Linked DNA regions of Sus scrofa: region 1 is linked to region 2. Evidence: chromatin contacts called from public Hi-C data. All regions are on one chromosome and are shown on one strand. Each heading gives the region's core, a stretch centred on a gene start, on an enhancer-like site or on the middle of the called end of the contact. The rest is flanking DNA. Distances are from core to core; before and after follow the strand shown.

What was found. A called contact is a pair of places that touch in the nucleus more often than the background predicts.
Region 1: a contact with region 2 is called in a Hi-C map of fetal liver, with 2.1 times the contacts expected there. The contact joins two enhancer-like sites. A contact is called at or near these places in 7 of 47 Hi-C or Micro-C datasets (embryonic fibroblasts, fetal liver, liver and 1 more).

The regions. Positions count from the first base shown.
Region 1 is chr15:76,877,088-76,881,550 of Sscrofa11.1, reverse strand. No RefSeq gene overlaps it. Among named protein-coding and RNA genes, the nearest start is that of SP5, 21 kb to the left of the region's middle. Within about 2 kb of position 1,425, at least 2 of the 83 cell types and tissues checked have an H3K27ac peak or open chromatin away from gene starts, as enhancers often do. A contact at or near this core is called in fetal liver, where this site is marked.
Region 2 is chr15:76,673,495-76,678,238 of Sscrofa11.1, reverse strand. MYO3B (myosin-IIIb) reads right to left here. Exons shown (of 34, transcript XM_021076498.1): 23 at 3,693-3,772. Among named protein-coding and RNA genes, the nearest start is that of SP5, 220 kb to the left of the region's middle. Within about 2 kb of position 2,753, at least 1 of the 83 cell types and tissues checked has an H3K27ac peak or open chromatin away from gene starts, as enhancers often do. A contact at or near this core is called in fetal liver, where this site is marked.

The DNA of each region.
Region 1 (4,463 bases), core at 176-2,675, 200 kb before region 2:
ACCCTTGGACCTGGGGAAAGTGGCTACCACACGTGGCAGACATTTGTTAAATACTCTGGGACATTGTGTTGTGTGGCAGGGAGGCTAGAAGAGTACCAAGAGCACGGGTGCTGGAGTCAGACTGCCTGGGCTCAAATCCCGGCTCCACCGCTTTATGGCTTGATCTTGCTATGCCTCAGTAGCTCATCTGTAAAATGGGACAATAACACAAAGCTCATAGTACTATTATGAGCATGCAATGCATATTGTGATGGACTGCGTGTGCATGTACCCCAGCTTCATATGTTTAAGCCCTAGTCCCTAATGTGATGGTAGTTGGAGGTGGTATTTCAGGAGGTAGCTAGGCTTAGATGAAGTTGTGAGTGTGGAACCCCCTGATAGGACAGGTGCTCCTATAGGAAGAGACCAGAGAACTTGCTCTCTCTTCCCTCTCTGCCACGTGAGGATGCAGCAAGACAGCGTCTCTCTGTGAACCAGGAAGAGAGCTCTCGCCAGGAACAGAATCAGTCAGCCCCTTGATCTTGGCTGGTCTCCAGAGGTGTGAGCAATGAATTTCTGTGGGGTTTTTTGTTTGTTTGTTTTTCTTTTGGTCTTTTTAGGCCCAGTCTCAGGCTAGGGGGCAAATTGGAGCTACAGTTGCAGGCCTACGACACAGCCACAGCAATGCAGACTCTGAGCTGCATCTGTGACCTACATCAGAGCTTATGGCAACGCCAGATCCTTAACCCACTGAGCAAGGCCTGGGATGGAGCCCGCATCCTCATGGATCCTAGCTGTATTCATTTCCACTGAGCCACAACAGAAGTCTCAAATTTGTTGTTTAAGCCACTCTGTTTAGGGTATTCTGTTATAACAGCCCAAGCTGACTATGATAATTATCATTCAAATATAATTCAGGTAGAGGCATGGAACATATTAATAGCTCAGTGAATGTTAGCACTTGCTGGGCACTGAACTTCGGTCACATCCTTTCCTGGCTTAACACTCCTCAAGGGCTATTTTAAGGCCTCCCCTCAGATCCTGCATGCAAGCCTTAGCGAACTTTGCGGCAATATCTTGCTGTGGACCTGAGAGTGGAGGTGAGAGCCTTCCCCCGGGTCTGCCCCTCGTTCAGCTCCACAAGATGCTTGCTTACCTGACTCTCTTCTGACACTTCCTGCTGGATATTGAAATTGCCTCCCTTGAACGTACACTGTGGGCTCCTTGGAGTGTCCTGATCCCACTGAATCTCCAGTCCTCGTCAGTAGGCTCCCATTAAACGTGGAATGAGAGAACAAATGAATGAACCAAGGGTCCTGTTATTGTGGTGGAGGGGAAGGACCTAGCACACGGATCGGTTCCCTGAGAGGGTCCTGCCCTCCTCCTGGCTCTGAGTGGTCAAGGTCAGGAAGCCCGGGGCAGAAGGCAGAGTCTCCAGTTAATCACTGACTCCTAGACTGGGCGTTTCAAGGTTATGATGGGTCACACATTGAACCCTCAGAGTAAACATGACAGGCTGGGAGCAAGAAGACAAGGGCTCCAAGACCAGCATCATAAGAGCTGTCAGAGCAGAACAAGCAGGACTTAAAGTTAGAAGATCAAGTTCAGGCTGTGGGATTTGGAGTAAATTGAGGAGCCTCTCAGTGCGTGGCTTTATTTATCTGGAAAATAAGGAAAATAATACTGTCATACCTTAGGCACAGATCCCAGGGCCAGACTACCTGAGTGTGAAATCCAGCTCTGCGAAAATCTGCTTTGTGACCATGGATCCTTTACTTAACCTCTCTGTGCCTCATTTTTCTGAACTGCAGCAGAGGGATGCTAGTAGTACCTACCTTACAGGGCTATGATGATTAAACCAGTTCATAAATGTAAAAGGGCTTAGAACAATGCACAAGATTCACATTCATTAAAATTTTAAACATACACAAATAAATACAACGAGGGGAAAGGATTGTTGGGAGAATAAAAACAAAAGCGAACATGAAGCCATGTTGCCTGTGATTCTGGCAAGGCTTCCTGAAAAAGGTTTTGTTTGCTATTTTCGTCTATCTTTGAAATTCCACACTCTGATAAATATCCGGAAAATAGCGAAGTGGTAGCAGGGAGCCGTCGGACACCGTGTAACCGATCTGCTCAAGAGGGACCAGAAGTTGCTGCCATCTGATGTCTGTCTTGTGGCCGCATGAAAGGAGTTGGGGGTATAAGTCCAGCTCCTAGTGGACAGGTGTTTGAAAGCCAGAGCCATCCTTACAATTGGCACCCTTGGTGAGGTCTCCGCAGACCGGCGAGGATTAAGTCGAAGGGAGACCAAATGACTCTTCCACCCGGAGCTGGTGGCCCCAGCAGGCAGGGCTGAGGCTCAGGGATGGAGACAGGGCTGTGGCTGGCTACACTCTGCTTTGCAGAGAAATCTCAAGTTCTGGTCCCCAGAGCAGTCAATCTAACAACTTTCATAGATCCTGTCACACTCACGTGATACTTCCATCTGGCCGTGGCTGTTTCAAAGAATTAGATGCATCTCTTTCATTATCAAAAGAATAATATAATTAATTCAAGGTTTTAGGCTCGGAATTCTGCCGTCAGAAATGAAGTAAAAAAGCAGCGCCTTGGACATTACCTTTTCTTGAGAAGTTTTAATTCAGTCAAAGAAAGGAGAAGGCCAGGGAGGAAAGGAGTTTTGAAGTATCATGTTCTTATTTTCTATTAATTTAATTTTAGAGTATTTTTATTAATATACAGAGATGCTCAGAACCGAAGTAGATTCTGAGGTTATTCTTATTAAAATGAGATTATGCATCTTTGGAAATCTCTCAGACTACCAAGAAATCATTTGCAGATGTGATGAAAGTGATGTTTCTCCCCGAACTGTCGTCTGAACAGGTGACTGACATAGGATGAGCGGTATTCTAATTATCGGTGTTCTGCCTGCCCTGAGACATTACAGTGACATGAATATTGGAAACAGTCTTGAAGAATGAAGTCTTGGTCAGTCACGAGAAGATGGTACTCAGACAGCCTGACACAAGCAGTCCCGCCTTCTGGGCAAACACATCCCTGGGGAAGAGGTAGTTGATGGAGCTGGTACACTGGGCCATCTAAATGCTACACCCTCTTCCTTTTGACAGATGCCCCCCTGGGGAGAGCGGGTCTCAGCTCAGCCTCCTGCGCCCCACCCTTGGAGACTCTGATCAGTGAGCTTGGGATGGAGCTTGGGGCTCTTCAGGCGCTGTGCTTGGCCCGCCACGGTTGTGATGAGGGTGGGTCTCGCCAGCACCTTGAGAACCATGCTTTACTGCTTCTCTAACTCATTGATGTCATCCTCTCCAGTCATCTTAACTTGACCTTCTTAGAGTTTGCATAGTAGGTTTTCCCATGACAATAAATAGGTGTCCTATTTTAGAAGTCTGTCTTTGTAAGAGTAGGTGGAACGAAGGTTTCAACTTGTCTAAAAATCTAGAAGCTCAGCAGAGGTGCACTAGGGTGGGTGAGCTTGGGGACCTAGAAGAGGAGGAGCCAGGACTCTCCTTCTGTGTTTCATGGTCTTTTGTGATGTCACATGAAGGAAAGGCTCTTGACTTAAAACATTCCGAAAGCCATTGGGTTGTATTTATCAGAGCCAGACTATCCCTTGACAGATTGATTAAACCGAGCTGAGCTTGCAAAGATGAGGCTAGTAAGTGGTGACCCCACAAAGATGCAGGCCCCCCAGAAGACTTGGTCTAAATCATCTAGCTTTTTGCTCACATTAATCCACTTCTTACTCTCACATGGCCCCCTTTTTTTCATATTTGTTGAAAATCCAGATGAAAACATAAAAGTCAATTTAAACCTCATTATCCATCATTTCATCCTCCTAGTTCAACTTTAGTCATTTTTGTATCTGTTACTTCCCACCTTCCATGTATATTTCATTGTCAAAACTATTATGTACATCACGTGTTTATTCTGCCAACCTTGCTTAGTAAATATTTTACAGTAAGTGTTTAACTGTATTTAACACAATTAAAATTTATTTAACACAATTTAAATAAATTTAAACATATTTAACACAATTTAAATTTCTAACAGTTGTGTAATGGGTCATTACCATCAGGTGCCGTAATTTTTAAATTATATTAAAGAAGTTTATAAGATCTTTCTTCTGAATGACTGATAGTCTATTCCTAGAAGCTTCTCATAGCAAACGGAATGATTTAAAACAAGATTGGATGATGCTAAAAAGATTACCCAGAAAAGCATTTTACATCAGAGAATCAAATTATAATTAGACTTCTTCAAATATAAATAATATAAATTTCCAGTGAAGCAAAAAGAGCCAGTTACTTTCTTTCCTTAAACAGTTCTTTCCTAAAAACAACCATTAAATGTTGAATGCAGAAAGAAAACCAACCTTCTTGGATACATCTAATATTTCTCATGGCTACACAGACCTATTTTAAAATTGTAAATAGTGTCATTTTGCACTTTTTTAAAAAAGGTAG
Region 2 (4,744 bases), core at 1,504-4,003:
TGCCTTTCTGTGTGGCTTGTTATAACTTATCAAACCAGTTTGAAAGCATGGTATTACTAAAAAGATTTGCCTCCTCTATCAACTAAATTTGCTCTAGGATAAAGACATAGACTCCAAAAAGTCTCACAAACCATCCAGATTTCAACGATAAATGAAAAACCAAAGCGTTATTTCCCTGGTCTGGTAAGTACCCACTACGTGCATCCTAAAACATCAGAAGTATTTATATTTATCTTCTTGACAAGACCTCTTGTAAAGAATTGTTACTGCTATCAAGTGATCCATCTCTTAAAAAAAAAAAAAAAAAAAAAAAAGTCCCTAAAGCATCACTCTTCTCAAAAACCTCCATAGCAGTGAACAGGAGAACAAGATTGCCATGTGGGGGTGCTAAATGTGTTGGCCAGCTTCCTGCAAGGCCACCTCTGCTATTTTGTCCTAGATAAGGCAGAGAGGGAGTGATGGAGTTTTGTTTTCTTTCTTTCTTTTTTCTTTTTTCTTTTTTTTTTTTTTTTGCCTCCCTGCAACATATGTAGTTCCCAGGAGGGATCAGATCTGAGCCACCCTTGAAATCTTACACCACAGTTCTGGCAATAATGGATCATTTAACCCACTGTGCCTGTGCCATGCAGGGATCTAACCTGCATCCCAAAGCTATAGAGATGCTTCCGATCCTATTGTGCCACAGTTGGAACACCAAGATTTTTGTTGTTGTTTTTTTAAAATTGCTGTTACCCTTCATATTTTCTGATGCCTTGATTAGAACTTTCAATTCATCTTCTTTCCCAGTGAAAATAAATCTCTAGTCATTTTCACCTCACATTATACCCATTTATAGTAACGATGTTAAATATAAACCACACACTAGAGGGCACACTTCTCAGGAAGGCAGTGCAGAGAGGGAGATAACATGCTGATACTGAGTGTGGAAGGCCGGGGAACAGGTCTTGGAAGAATCCAGCAGTCAAAAATCAAATTGAGGAAAGGAGGGGAACATGGACTAACAGAGAATATTACACAGTAGTCTTTCATCTTTCGTGTTATGATCCTTTTTAGAATCTGGTGGAAGTCAATGTCCCCAAAAAACACATATGTAGTTGATCCTCATTATTTGCAGATTCTATATTCGTGAATTTGCCTACTTGCTGAAACTTATTTGTAACCTCCAAATCAATCAATATTCGCAATGCTTTCATGGTCATTTGCAGACAAGCAGAGCGGTGCAACCTTTGAGACAACTGATGTGCATGCTTCAGCGGAGGCTGAACAAGGTGATACTCTTACCTTGTGATTTCAGCTCGCATGCTATAAACACGTGTCTTTTACAAGGTCTACTTAAGTGCCACGATTTTTGCATTTTTGTGCAAAAATAACCCCTAATCACAGGCTGAAGTGCTAAGTGTTAGAAGGTTGTAATGTATTTGTTGTAGACCATTTCTGTGTTAGATAACCTTCATTCAGGCACGAGTTATAGTGCTGTTGGCCTTGAGTTCGATGACACAAATACTGTACTTGAAATATTGTTTTATACAAAGAAATACTGCATATAATTAATTCTTTGTAAGAATATATAGTTGACCCTTGAGCAACATAGGTTTGAACTGCATGGATTCACTTACACACAGATTTTTTTTTCCCCAGTGGTAAATACAATACTACTGCACGATCTATGGTTGGCTGATTCTGCATCTGCAGAACTGTGGGTATGGAGAACCCACTATAAAGTTATATGTGGGTTTCTGATTGTGCAGAGAGTTGATGCTCTAACCCCTGTGTTCAAGGGTCAACTGTATTAAATAAGATGTGTTTAAATAGAAATATGCATAATACAAGATTATGTATTAATCAACTGACAAAATTGTGGCCAGAGGCTGGTACAAACCTAACTGTGTATTTCCTCTAGGAGCAACGCTTCAGTATTTGCTGATTCAATGTTCACAGTAAGTTAATAGAATATAACTCATGAGTAATGAGAATCAACTGTATTTAACACAAACAGAATTTTATATCTAATATCAGGAGGCTCTCAGAACCAGTGAAACTCCTCTGTAAATCTCTTCTAGGGGCCCATATAACTCTTTTTAAATAGTCCTAATATCTTACCACAAGGTTAAAAAGTATTCTACAGAATCGTATTAACAATGTGCGTATAAAAATTCTCGACAAAGGAGTTCCCATCATGGCTCAGAGGAAATGAATCTGACTAGTATCAATGAGGACACAGGTTTTTTTGATCCCTGGCCTCGCTTAGTTGGTTGAGGATCCGGCGTTACCATGAGCTGTGATGTAGGTCGCAGACTTGGCTTGGATCCCACATTGCTATGGCTGTGGTGTAAGCTGTAGCTCAATTCGACCCCTAGCTTGGGAACCTCCATATGCAGCAAGTGTGACCCTAAATAGATAAAACAAGATTTAAAAAATATCTTAACAAAGATGATCTGAATCCCTATTATGTGCATGACTTATATTCTTAGAAGGAGTGTGTATGTCTGTATTAATTTGGTGGTAATATTTAACAGTATGATGTGTGGCTATATGGCTTATTCTTTAATAAATAAATAATTTAATATTCAATATAAACAAAAAGGTAGGAAAATTGAGAGATGTGATCTGTTTATTTTTCCATCACCTTTAGGATCGTTGTTTCTCGGTGTTAGTATATTCAAATAAATATTAACCATCCAGTCCTTGAGATTCTTGTTAAACAGTAGCCAGAAGGATGGAACAGTTCAAAATATTTTACAGTAGGATATTTAGTAACCCTTCTAACATGCCCTTTGCACGGACAAGTGCACTGCTCATTTTTCAGAGAGCAAGGCAGAGCAACAGAGAAGGGTTTGCTTTCTTTCCTCCCTGCTAACTCCATTTGTCATCTTCCTCTGCAGGTTGGTGATAGCTTCAAGGAAAAGTGCTTTATCTCTTCCTAGATGAACTGTATTTTCAAGTGTTATTGTTCTGTACCTTAAGTGATTTTTCTGAGAATCCGGTGAAGGGGTCTAGACTATGCCACAGTGGCATAAGGATTATTTTGAATTAAAGACATGTAAGAGTCAACAGTTGTGAGAAGAAGCTTTTTCTGAATTCCCCTTATCTGCCTAAAAGCAGAGCCTCCCAAAAGAATTCAGTTGTCATCAATTCCCTCCCTGGGAGTTTAGTAATCAGGGAAGATTGATTCCTATCACCAGAGATGAGAAGTCAGCACTGAGATAAGAAATGCCTAAATAGACACTGTCATATTGTGCCTCCCATCTAGTCTCCTAAAGAACGATTTATTTTTCCCCAAAGTCCTTTGTTGTCCCAGAAATGTCCTCCTTCCTCTCTTCATCTCCTATTAAGATGGTGTATAAGCCCTAAAATCTAACTTTCCCTTTGGGTCACTTTTTTTTAGTGAACTCTGTATGTATATGACTAAAATGGGTATTTTTTTCTCTTGCTTATTTGTCAGTTTGAGTTTAATTCACAGTCCCCCAGAGACTGAAATTAAGAGGATAGAGGAAAAGCTTTTTCCCCCCGACACAGAATTGCAAAGGATTCCATGATGTTGTTTCAAATTTCCTAACCTCCGATTCCTAAATGCCGTCAATCTCTCTTCAGATTGCCCAGATAAAGGCAATTAATGTTGCCCACCAAGCATAATCCCTACGGTGGAAACATCTTGTGGGCCACAGTATTTTGAGTACAAACCTACTACTCACCTTGGGTCTCCCAGCGCTGAAATGTGGAGGCAAAGACCTTGAGGCTGCTGTTATCCTGGCTCTTGTCTGAGCCAAATTACCTGAGCAAAAAAAACAAAGAAGTTAACACAACTTTAAGAATACTATAAGGAGTAATTTTTCCTTTTGTGTCCTTGTATTTTTCAGAATGTTCTTTTTCTTTTTTCTTCTTTTCATGGCTGCACCTGTGGCATATGGAAGTTTCAGGCTAGGGGTCAAACTGGAGCTTCAGCTGAGACCTACACATTAGCCACAGCAACACTGGATTTGAGCTGCATCCATGATCTACACAACAGCTTGCGACAATGCCAGATTTTTAACCCACTGAGTGAGGTCAGGGATCAAACTTGCATCTTCACAGATGCCATGTTAGGTTCTTAACCCACTGAGCCACACTGGGAACTCCCAGAATGTTCTAAATGATCTGCACTAAATTTGAAAAAATTGGAAAAATCTGAATTTTGAATATTAAATGATACAAATGATAAGAAAACTATAATAATAGGTCATAAATAATTTATAATATAAATTGAATTTAGTTTTTTTCGTGTGTGTCTTTTTTTTTTTTCCTAGGGCCACCCCTGTGGCATATGGAAGTTCCCAGGCTAGGGGTCTAATCGGAGCTATAGCCGCCAGCCAACACCAGAGCCACAGCAACGCAGGATCCCAGCTGCATCTTCCACCTACACCACAGCTCACGGCAATGCTGGATCCTTAACCCACTGAGCGAGGCCAGGGATTGAACCCGCAACCTCATAGTTCCTAGTCGGATTCGTTAACCACTGAGCCATGATGGGAACTCTGAATTTATATTAGTTTAATAAGCAAATAAAAAAAGACAAAAAGTCTCAAATTCTCTTACAGTAGGAAGAGAAGGAAATTAGTACAACGTAAAATGGCCATATATAAAAAGCCTACAACTCACGTATTAACAGTGAAAAATTGAAAGGTTTTCCCTCAAAGATTAGGAACAAGGCAAGAATATCTACTCTCACTATTTCTATTCAGCATAGTGCTGGCAGTCCAGCTAGGGT